Linked DNA regions of Sus scrofa: all the other regions are linked to region 1. Evidence: chromatin contacts called from public HiChIP or PLAC-seq data. All regions are on one chromosome and are shown on one strand. The core of a region is the stretch at or near the end of the contact, and the rest is flanking DNA. Distances in the headings are between cores, read along the strand shown.

The links. HiChIP or PLAC-seq counts read pairs in DNA pulled down with a chosen protein or histone mark.
Region 2: an H3K27ac HiChIP or PLAC-seq map of alveolar macrophages shows a contact between it and region 1. The contact joins two enhancer-like sites. A contact is called at or near these places in 2 of 47 Hi-C or Micro-C datasets (fetal heart ventricle and heart right ventricle) and 2 of 2 datasets of contacts at active chromatin or transcription factors (alveolar macrophages and skeletal muscle).
Region 3: an H3K27ac HiChIP or PLAC-seq map of alveolar macrophages shows a contact between it and region 1. The contact joins the promoter of ATP2A2 here to the enhancer-like site in region 1. A contact is called at or near these places in 10 of 47 Hi-C or Micro-C datasets (alveolar macrophages, embryonic fibroblasts, fetal heart ventricle and 5 more) and 2 of 2 datasets of contacts at active chromatin or transcription factors (alveolar macrophages and skeletal muscle).
Region 4: an H3K27ac HiChIP or PLAC-seq map of skeletal muscle shows a contact between it and region 1, with 8 times the contacts expected there. The contact joins two enhancer-like sites. A contact is called at or near these places in 3 of 47 Hi-C or Micro-C datasets (epiblast stem cells, heart right ventricle and psoas muscle) and 2 of 2 datasets of contacts at active chromatin or transcription factors (alveolar macrophages and skeletal muscle).

What each region holds. Positions count from the first base shown.
Region 1 is chr14:31,507,076-31,509,684 of Sscrofa11.1, reverse strand. The region is part of intron 2 of IFT81 (intraflagellar transport protein 81 homolog); the gene reads right to left. Among named protein-coding and RNA genes, the nearest start is that of P2RX7, 32 kb to the right of the region's middle. Within about 2 kb of position 1,279, at least 33 of the 83 cell types and tissues checked have an H3K27ac peak or open chromatin away from gene starts, as enhancers often do. A contact at or near this core is called in alveolar macrophages, retroperitoneal adipose tissue, skeletal muscle and 1 more, where this site is marked.
Region 2 is chr14:31,738,683-31,741,291 of Sscrofa11.1, reverse strand. ATP2A2 (ATPase sarcoplasmic/endoplasmic reticulum Ca2+ transporting 2) reads right to left here. Exons shown (of 20, transcript NM_213865.1): 17 at 1,829-1,914; 18 at 1,433-1,566; 19 at 710-827; 20 at 1-627. The coding sequence ends at 358. Among named protein-coding and RNA genes, the nearest start is that of ANAPC7, 50 kb to the left of the region's middle. Within about 2 kb of position 1,316, at least 6 of the 83 cell types and tissues checked have an H3K27ac peak or open chromatin away from gene starts, as enhancers often do. A contact at or near this core is called in alveolar macrophages, where this site is marked.
Region 3 is chr14:31,673,989-31,676,597 of Sscrofa11.1, reverse strand. ATP2A2 (ATPase sarcoplasmic/endoplasmic reticulum Ca2+ transporting 2) reads right to left here and starts at 1,325. Exons shown (of 20, transcript NM_213865.1): 1 at 1,195-1,325; 2 at 477-494; 3 at 304-386. The coding sequence starts at 1,312.
Region 4 is chr14:31,645,949-31,648,557 of Sscrofa11.1, reverse strand. No RefSeq gene overlaps it. Among named protein-coding and RNA genes, the nearest start is that of ATP2A2, 28 kb to the left of the region's middle. Within about 2 kb of position 1,302, at least 24 of the 83 cell types and tissues checked have an H3K27ac peak or open chromatin away from gene starts, as enhancers often do. A contact at or near this core is called in skeletal muscle, where this site is marked.

The sequences.
Region 1 (2,609 bases), core at 30-2,529:
AGGTTTAAAAATCACGCTTCTTCCACAACCCTTTTTTTTTTTTTTTTTTTTTGTCTTTTTGCCATTTCTTGGGCCTCTCCCGCGGCATATGGAGGTTCCCAGGCTAGGGGTTGAATCGGAGCTGTAGCTGTCGGCCTAGGCCAGAGCCACAGCAACGCGGGATCAGAGCCACGTCTGCAACCTACACCACAGCTCATGGCAATGCCGGATCGTTAACCCACTGAGCAAGGCCAGGGATGGAACCCGCAACCTCATGGTTCCTAGTCGGATTCGTTAACCACTACGCCATGACGGGAACTCCCCACAGCCCTTTTTAAATATCTTCCATAGCACTCAGTATTCACAGAACTTAATTTACTTTATTGCATATCGCCCCCATTAGAATACAAGCTCTCTGAGGGCAGGGACCTTGTCTGTCTTGTTCACTGCTATATCCCCAGCACCTGTCAGGGCTTGGCACTTAATACGTGCTTAATAAACACTAGTTGTTATTGAGTAGATAGTAACGGTTATCACTTATTGGGTGCTGAGCACTTAAAAGCATTATCTCATTTAATTTGTTCAACACATTTGAGCTTCTGCTATGTGCTGGTGAAACAACACCGAACAAAACAGACAATGATCGCTGCCACACAGAGTTTATGTTACACTATGATACTAGAATAGTATCCAGTAGATTTGGTGATTCTGTTTTGACAGATAAGGAAACTGAGAGTCAGAGGGGTCAGGCAATTTGCCCAAGGTCACGCAGCTAATAATTTCACCCTGACACCTGGCTCTTTTCCACTGTGCCGCAGATGTTGGGTTTTACCCAGAGATGGGCCTAAATGGTTACAGATTTCAATTCCTGCAATTGCATCTCTGAAGGATCAGACTTCTTTCTGGGAATCAGGCACAAGGCAGTGGGAAGAGGCGAGTCCCATGACCTCAGAGTCCCTGTCTCCCTCGCTCCCAACCCCCCCCACCAATTCATGATGACGTCTCACACCTGGGGTGTTGCAGATTTGAGCCACAGGTCTCAGTCACCCCCCACTGCCTTATCGGCATGTGACATCCCCAAGTGGCCGGGGCCTGCAGACCTGGCAAAGAATGCAGCTCGAACAAAAATAAACCTGCCACATTCTTTGGCAGCCCCTTGCCCCTTCCCGCTCCCCAGCCATCCATCCTCACAGCAGAGCCTGCCAGAGAAGGCCAAGTGAGGGAGCGCAGGGTGGAGGAAGTGCTGCTGCAGTCCAACCCTGAGAAAGAGAGCGAGAGGGGAAGAGAGGAAGAGAAAGAGAGAGAGAGATCACCTTATATGGGAGTGTGCGCAGACAATGTGTGGCAATGGCTTAGAGGGCAGCGGAGGGCAGATACCAGACAGATGGAAGAAATTAAACATGGGACAGAGCGTGTTCCTGGGCCCTGAAAACAGCTCTTGTTTCACAGCAAGTTCGCACAAAACCTGGCCCGTTTTCCTTTTTTGCCTAAGCCAAGCAAGATGTGTGTCCTAAACTCTACATGACTTTGAGTCAGGTTCCTGACTCTGGCTTTGGCCGAGGTCTCAATCCTCTCAAGTCATTTCTTTGACGAACAAGATTCCTCTCAGCAAAAAAAAAAAAAAAAAAAAAAAAAAAAAGAAAGACTGGGCCTGTTTCCCAAGAGTTTCCAATATTTCTCCAAGGCACATAAATTAGTGGTTAATGAGTAACTACCCCTTCATTTCTCATTCATTCCTTCATTCAACAAATATTGAAGACCAGTTATGTCCTGTGCACTGAGCCAGGGTCTGGAAAGACAGTGATGATGACGATGGTAACAGTCATAATAATAATAATAAGAGTTACCATTTGTTGATTTGCACTTATTGATAAATATTTCAATTCATAATAAGTTATTTAGTACCTTCTATGGTCTAGTCATTAGTGACACTGAATATTAATTCAGAGTTATCCAGTCCTTGCCAGTGTGGAGTTTACAAGGAGGAAGGGGAGCAGAAATGACAGCTATTGTACAAGTGATCCTATTGGATCTTAACAACAGCTTTTTGAACTGGGGTTTTCCAACCTCAGTGCTATGGACATTTTGGGTTGGATCATTCTTTGTTCTGGGGTGTGTGTGTGTGTGTGTGTGTGTGTGTGTGTGTTGGGAGGGGCTGCTCTGTGTACTGAGGGATATTTAGCAATATTCCTGGCCTCTACCCGCTAGGCATCAATAGCAATAACTCCTCTCCCTTTAGTTCCTCAGTTGTGACAACCAAAAACTGTCTCTAGACATTGCCAAATGTCCCTGGGGGACAAATATCACTTCTGGTTGAGCATCACTTTTTCAATAGATGAGGAAGTAGAGACTCAGGGCAGGTTATAAAAATTCCTTAAGATCATACCACTGGCAAGTAGGGCTCATACCCTGGTCATTCTGATTCCAAAGCCCATGGGCCTAACCATTACAGTGTAAAACCCCATTTCCTAGGCAACAGATGCCTGTAGGTTTGGATGGCTAAGACCTCATTAGCTCATTTCACAAGATGGAAGTCAACTGTGCTAGTACGGATCCTCCGAGAAGCAGATGCCAAGATGGGCATCCACTTGCAAGAGATTTACTTAGGATTTACTTATTTATGCCTTTGG
Region 2 (2,609 bases), core at 67-2,566, 230 kb before region 1:
ATTTCCTAAAATCTGCTGCCAATTAATTTGCTGACAATGTCTGCTGGCTCAACTCTTTTTTTTTTTATACAAGGATGAGTATTAAACAGAACACTGTACATGCTTTTTCATCTACAAAAAAATATTTGCATAAAATAGTGTTAGTTCTCTGTACATGTCAATGGACACTTTAATTATGTGTATAAAAAAGGAAAATCTTGCCCCACTGGAGTCAGAAAAAGCAAAACAAAATCTAGAGTATGAAACCTCCTTTACCAGCCAATATGTTCATGTGAAAATTCAGCAGAAATAGACAGTTGCTTTAAACAATAAAAAAATTAATTGATTAAGTTAAACATCTTTATGTAAAACTGTCAGTCAAGACCAGAACATATCACTAAAGTTAGTGTCTGTGCTATAGACCCAGATCACCAGCGGCATTATGAGCAGCACAAAGGGCCAGGAAATCCCATCGGTACATGCCGAGAACGAGCAGGATTTGGTGGCAGGCTGCACACACTCTTTACCAGGTTCCAGGTAGTTGCGGGCCACAAACTTGAGGGTCTCATCCATTAGAATCACAGGCAAGGAGATTTTCAGCACCATCAGCCACTGGGTCAAATTCAGCGGTGTGATCTGGAAGATAAGCTGAAACACAAAGAAGCCTCGTCAAGCCCCTAGACTTGCCGGCCAGGCGGCCACGCCCCAGGCCTGGGTCCCCCCCACTTACTGGCAGGGGTTCCACATAGAGGATTAGGAAGTGGAGTGACATGGACAGGCAGATGGAGCCCACGAGCCAAATGTTCTCCCAAGGTGGCATCCTTAGCAGGGACTGGTTTTCCGACAAACTGCAGAACAAGCAGAGGAAGGTGAAACATGTCCACCAAAGGGCACACGGCATCACTGACAGACCATCTGAAACTACACTTCAATAAGGTGCAGCTCACTTGGCATTGCCCACTGACCTAATTCTACTGACTTGAGTTTCTGAGTGGGAAAGTTGAGGAAGAATGCTCAGATATAGGACAGACTTCCAATTTTAAATCTAGGCTTCATTCAGCACAGCGATCTCATTTCAGTGGGCTCAAAGCTGCTCTCAATTGCCCTTGACACTTAGGCTATTTTGAAACTTCCATTTTTGTCTCTGGCTTAATTAGATGATACTGTTTGTCTCGATGCTAAAGGGCATGTGCTCCTTCCCTGTGGGCACTGGCTCACCGGGTGCTGAACTCCCTATTCTTGGCCCTCGCTATCTCTCACGGGCACGTGGCTAAGCACTCCCACTACTTCCTGGAGGTGATGATGACTTAAGCTCTTAAAACCGGTGCTGCATGTTCTTCCTCTGGGGAGGGCAGAGCTTTCCTGTGATGCTCAATCCACCATGACCCACACACAATCCCTTAGCGCTCCAGCTGTCAGGCTCTTGCCCAGTAGGCTGAGAAGATTCACTGACCTGTTGAGGGCGTTACACATCTCTATGGTGACTAGAACAGACAGCGCCATTGTCATTGGGTAAGGGGATTCAAAGACTGCACAATCCACTCCCTCAAAGTCTGGGTTGTCCTCTTTACACTGTAGGAAATGACTCTGCAACAAAAGCCCAATCACAAGTTCTTTATCAGCCAAGTCCATTTTCAAAGTCCACATACCAATTCCACACCAGACCCACACCAGATCTCACCCAGAGAAGCCCTGCTCTTTCAGAATAACCTTAGATGCAACTGCTTATTATTCAAGTCTTAAGATTATTTGATAAACATCCAAACTACAGAAAGCTCAGGGACAACCCTGTTTGTGAAGGCCTACAGTGCTTTGCATCTCAAGTACAGAAAGAAAGGTGGCCACATACCAGCTGGTAGAAGGTCACTCTTGGACCACCATCGGCAGCAATGAACCACCACGCAGCAGCACCCACAGTAGCAGCACCAACGTAACCTGGAAACAAATCATGACATTGACACACTTGGGGTTTATAGCCTGCAGCATCCCTGCAGGAGCTGCCTTGGGGCCAACCCCCAGGCCAGAGATCAAAAACATGTCTGTTGACAGTAACAGCCTTGCTGCCACTGGCACCTGCTCACTTGCAATCAATCAGCCAAAGCTGCTAGACTGAGGGTTTCCACAATGAGAGGGTGTCTGTAGAACAGAAGGTCTAGGCGGCTTTTCTTCCAGAATTTGTGAGGGAAAGAAAGTACCTACTAAAATTGGTGAGACTGTTACACTAGCCATGCCAATGCATTAAGGCTGTAGGTATGTGAAATCACCCAACAAAGAGAAATACAAAAAGACAAGGCTCAGCATACAGGCGTGTGTAGCATGCCATCACTTGTGAAAATAAATACAGGAGATACATCTATTTGCTGGAGTATCCCAGGAAGGGCACATAAGAAACAACATGGGAGGGGAAATGACTGGCTGAGAGCCTGCCTGCTTTATGCCACAATGTGCTCTTTGAATGTTAAATCATGTGACTGTATTACAACAAAACAGTTCCCACCATGGGTCAGTGGTTAACGAAACTGACTAGCAACCATGAGGTTGTGGGTTCGATCCCTGGCCTTACTCAGTAGGTTAAGGATCCCATGTTGCTGTGACTGTGGTGTAGGCCGGCAGCTGTAGTTCCGATTTGA
Region 3 (2,609 bases), core at 76-2,575, 170 kb before region 1:
GAAGGGAGAGCAACTGGAATATTCCTTTTGTAAGTTCTATTTACAGACTACAAAGAGCCAGCATCATCTTAGTATGATCTTACACAATGGAAGAACCCAAAACAGAAAAGACCTCCCAATAAAGAACTTCTTGATGTTAAAAAGAAACAAACATACAAAAAAACCCCAAACCCCCCACACAAAACATGAAGACACAACTTAAATTTCCAAACATAATGTTCTCACTCAATAGACATTTGCTTCTTGGTTTTTTTACCTATGGTTTATTGTTGACTTTTTGGAAAGAAAATGTTTTATACTTACAAAAGATATACATGCTGCCAACAATAAAATTCTAACGAGTAAGTCTTCAAACTGCTCAATCACAAGTTCCAGCAAGGTTTTCCCTGTTAGAAACAATCATATTAGTTATAAATGTCATCTTTGACATCAGCACATGAAGGGCAGCGGGAGAGAAACACGTTGAGATTACTTACCTTCTTCAGCCGGTAACTCTGCAGGATGTAGAAATCCACCAGGCAACGTGTCAAGAACGGGAGGGGGGAAAAAAAGCATTTTAGCACTCTGACATTACAAAAAGAATTACTAAAGTATCACTGCCTTTTAAAGACATGACTACATATATGAACTCAATCACTTTTAATAGAAACCGTACCAAAACGGTATCCTAAGAAAATGTACAATATTTGTTGCACTGATCTACTCCAAAATGTGAAATTATATTGCAACCTAACAGCGCTCCTGATACAAGGAGTCATTTCAGCTCTGTCATCACTTCTGCCAGATGTGTAACTCTGGATAGTACAAGAACAGTCAGAGGCATTCCCAACTATAACAACGCCTCATAAATCCGACTGGGGACAAGAAAATGTCTCGCAGGGCTCAACCCAGCTGCAGGAGACTCATCCCTCTCTCCACCGGGGCCAGCTGCTGCGGGTGAGAAACCGCCGAGCTAGCTGCGTGCGGGGAAGGTCAAGGGCTGGAGCCACGAGGCGGCGCAGACCCGACCCCGGTCCCCCGCCTGCAACCCCTCTCTCCCAGGGGGCCGGGGCGCGGGCTCAACCCGCCGTCTGCAGCCCTCGGCGGGCGCGGAGCCGAGACCCACGAGGTGGAGCCCGGTCAGCCATCTTTCCTGGCTCTCGGGCCCGCGCCGAGCGGCGCGGGGACCCTGCAGCCCGTGCACCAAGCACCTACCGTTGGAGCCCCATCTCTCCTTGAGCTTCTTGACCTGCTCCAGGCTCAGCCCCGTGCTCTCGTTGACGCCGAAGTGGCCCAGCACCTCCTCCACCGTCTTTGTGTGCGCGTTCTCCATGGCTGCGGGGGCCCGGCCGGCCTCGCCTCCAGTCCCCGCGGCCTCCTCGCCTCCGCCTCGCACTCGGGCCGCGGGCTCGTGCCACCCTGGGCGCCCAGGCGCGGACTGGCCTGTCCCTCTCCTTCTCCTCCTCCGGCCGCTTCCGCCTCGCCGGGCGCTGAATCACCCCGCGCCCCCTCCCCCAGACAACCGCCCCTCTCGCAGCCCTGCCCTCGCCGGCGCCCGCCCCGGGCTCAGCTGGACCGTAGGGGGGGGCGAGGGGGGGCTTCCGACCCTCCCTCCCCTCGTCAGAAGGGAGGGCCTCCTTCACCCTCAACCGCCCGCCGGGAGCGCAGGCCGCAGCCCCCGAGCCCCCTCCCCGTTCTCCTGAGGTGGTTCTCCGCCCCGCCCGGGCCGGGCCGGAGGAGGGGACGCTCGGCTGACTCCTGAGAGCCGAACCGAGCGAGGGAGGCGAGCCTGCGGGGTGGTGCGCGGCGCGCTCGCCCTGTCCACTCAGCTCCGCACCCCCGACAGCAACGGAGGAAACTGCGGCGGAGGAGAAGGAGGTGGCGTCGGGGACGGCTCCGCGGCGGCTGCTCTAATAGCATTTATCCGCCGCTGCCTCCCCTCTCGCCGCCGCCGCGGCATGTGGACGCCGCTCATTGGCCGAGAGGGCCCAGCGCGGCGCGGGCGGCGCGGCCCCGCCCCCTCCCTCCGGCTCCCTCCCTCCCGCGCGACTGGCGCCCACGCGGCCGTTCAAGCCCCGCCCCCTCCTTCGTACCGCCCTCAGGAACCCGGATCCGGGCCGGCGCGCGCAGCTCCTGTGCAGGGCGCGTTGTGGCCCGCTGGTCCGCGGAGGCCCGAGGCTGGAACGCTTCTTTGGCGGGGCTGTTCTCGATTCTCGCCCCACTCAACCATCGGCAGGCGTAGAACCCGGGAGGGTGGAGGGCTCACGGCGGGCTGCCTGCACTCATTGACCGGAAGAAACTGCCTGCCCATCTGGGTCGGCCTCGGGTTAGGGTGGGTGATTCGAAGGCGAGACGGAGGAAATTGGGAACTCGATCTCCGCAGAGCTCCCCTAAGCGCGCTGAGGTTAGGTGTCCTTGGCTCGCCCCCTTGCCCTCCGCCTCCTGGGCCGCACTCTGCATCCTAATCTGTCTCTCAAGAGCACCTTTCAGGATCCAAGGGAAGGAATTCCGCATTTAACTTCCCACGCGGCCAAAATCCCTCATCTGTTGCTTCAGGAACACCGCACCCCACCCACCCCGACCTCCCCACCTCCACCGAGAGCTTCACCGCGTGCAGATACCAGCCCTTC
Region 4 (2,609 bases), core at 53-2,552, 140 kb before region 1:
TTTCAAGTTGGTACCAGCTGCACTGAAGGGAAATGGTTGGGGAAATTCTCCCATTTGGCTTCTTTCCACATGGAGGATGGCTAAAGGAAGAGAGAGCTTAGAGCTGCGGTGCTGGTGCTGGTGCCTTAAAAATAATGATATAAACACAGCCACAGAGGTCGGCCTGTGGAGTCCCTGACAGGGACCAGAGAAGAACCACTGTCCTGACTTATCCTTCAACCCACGCTCTGCAAACAGCAGTGACCCAGCCCTCATCTATCACCTCAGAAACTAAACAACTTCCTCAGATGGCCCCATGGAATATAAATTAAGAGGGCCTTAGCTTCCAAGAAACCTGCACACAACTGCAGCCCTCAGAAATACTTGTCCTCGTAGTCTTTCTTCTTCTATGTTCAGAATATGATGCTAGCAAGTCATAATCGCAGAAAAATACAGAAGATCACCTTAAGTATGCATCTCAATTTTTCTGAGCCTGGATCCTCCTCACCTTTAAATGGGGGTCATTTTATGTCTACCTCATGGGTTTGAGGTGTAAATTAAATGAAATAATTCAAGGAGAGCGCTTAGTTCAGTGCCTTCATGAATGTTAGCTTTTATATCATCATCATTGCATTAGCTAAAGGCCATTCCTAGGTACAAAGAAGGAAAAACAAATAACACCAACTCCAGTTGTAATCCTAAACCAGAGGGCTGTGGGCTAGAGCTTCACTGATTTCACCATGCACAAAGCTTCTTTCTCCTGCTCACTCTCACGCCAAATCTGTGCCAGACCTGGATATACTTGGCAAACTCAGTGGCCTCCAACTTGTTTAAATTCTCAGAGAGAATCTCGGTGGATACTTAGACCTGTTGAAGCAGAGACAAATTCAAACATGCTGAGCTGGCAGTGAAATGGAGAATAAGAAAGCTTGACAAAGAAAGTTTGTTCAAATTCTAAGAGTGCCTGAACGACTGTGGTTTACAAAGAGAGCCCCTCCTTCAGGCCGGATGCTTACAGATTCTTTCCTCTCGTGCTTACTTCCGCAAGAGCAGCGGCACATGTGTAACAAATACCTTTGGCTCCCAACTGAACAGGTAAAGACATGACGCTTTTCTGAGTTAAAGCTGTTGAATGTCAAAGCCTTTGCCTCTGCTCAGGTGACCTAACCTTCCCTGCCTAGGAAGTGGATCTGGGGTAATGGGTGACCCAGCAGGCACAGAGATGACAGATTCCTGCATCATGCAGCAACGCCGCCGGGACAACCTGGGGCATCTGGCCTGGCAGGCAAGCTGGGAGAGGCGGCTGTAAGTCCACTGACCTTTGTCCCTGTTTGCTCTTGGAGAGGGCAGGCCCTGCCAAGTTGCTCTCTTCTTTCTCTCAGTGTCTGCCTGGGACTCCTGCTAATCAAAATGTTCTCAGGGACCTGAGAAGGCCTGACCCTGGTGGGTGGCCAGCAGAGACCTCTTCTGGCAGCCAAAGGGCGCGTGGAACCTCAGTCCAGACACGGCAGGCATGGGGCTCCCAGGCGTGTGTGAGCTCCTGCCCCCGACAGAAATCTCTTCCCTTCTGGCTTTTTCCCAGCTAGAGGCTTATCATTAACTAGAAAACTTTCTGCTCTGGCACTCCTCCACTCAAACCAATAAGGGGTCCAAGGAAATATGTTAAAGGACAGTGTCTCCAACCTGAGCTCAGTAGGGCTGCTTTCCTCTTGGCAGACAGGGCTTATCCTCTGGGGAGGGCCCCGCTCCTGTTCCTGCCTTGTTCACTGCCAGTTAAATGCTTATTCTGAGGAAACTGTACTTTTTTTCAGCGAGGTTCTCCAGTCCTCTGCTTGCCCGGCTAAGATGTGACAGATGCACAAGTCTGGTGGGGAGGTATGGGTACTCTGGCTCTTTCATGGTAAATCCTGCTTTTATCCCCTTTCTTAGATTCCCTGAATGATGGTGCTGGGGCTTGAGGCAGGTTGAGCCAGGGAAGCAATTTTTCTTGAGAAAAGTCTGAGACTTGTCTCTTTTAAGTAGGAAGTTAGGCCCTGGTTGTCAATCCCCTTTACCTTATGGAGGGCACTACGCCTGCCAGTTCCCTTCCAGCTGGCAGGGGAGCTCATGGCTGGAGAGAAGCATCCTTCTCTTTCACAAATAAACAAATCCAATCCATGTGCTAGAGGACTTAGGGTATATTAATAGCCAGATATTTTGTTTTCCTATTCTGGTGCTTATCCCCTTCCACGAGTATGAAAGATAAGAGAACACAAAATGTTCTCCACCAGCCACCCCTCTCCCCTCCCCCAGGGAGAGGCAAGCCAGGGGGCATGAGTTACTCTGTTTAAAGCCATTGCTGATGTACAAACTCTGAGAAAATAGACTTAAAAGTTTATATTCCGTCTCTCTTGGCTACTGTTGCTGCTCAGCAAAGAAACTCTATATTGTTTAAACCCTCTAGGCAAACGGGTTGCAAGGCAACCTTCAAACAATAGAAAATACCCCAAACTAAAAATACAGGCATTAAAGGATAGAAAGCATGGTGGTGCCTTGGGCAAGTGATTTCAAAATTGGGGTGAAGGAGAAAGCTGTCAGCTAGGCTGCTTTTATGTCACATAAGCCCACTTGCCTGCTTTCACCTTATTAAC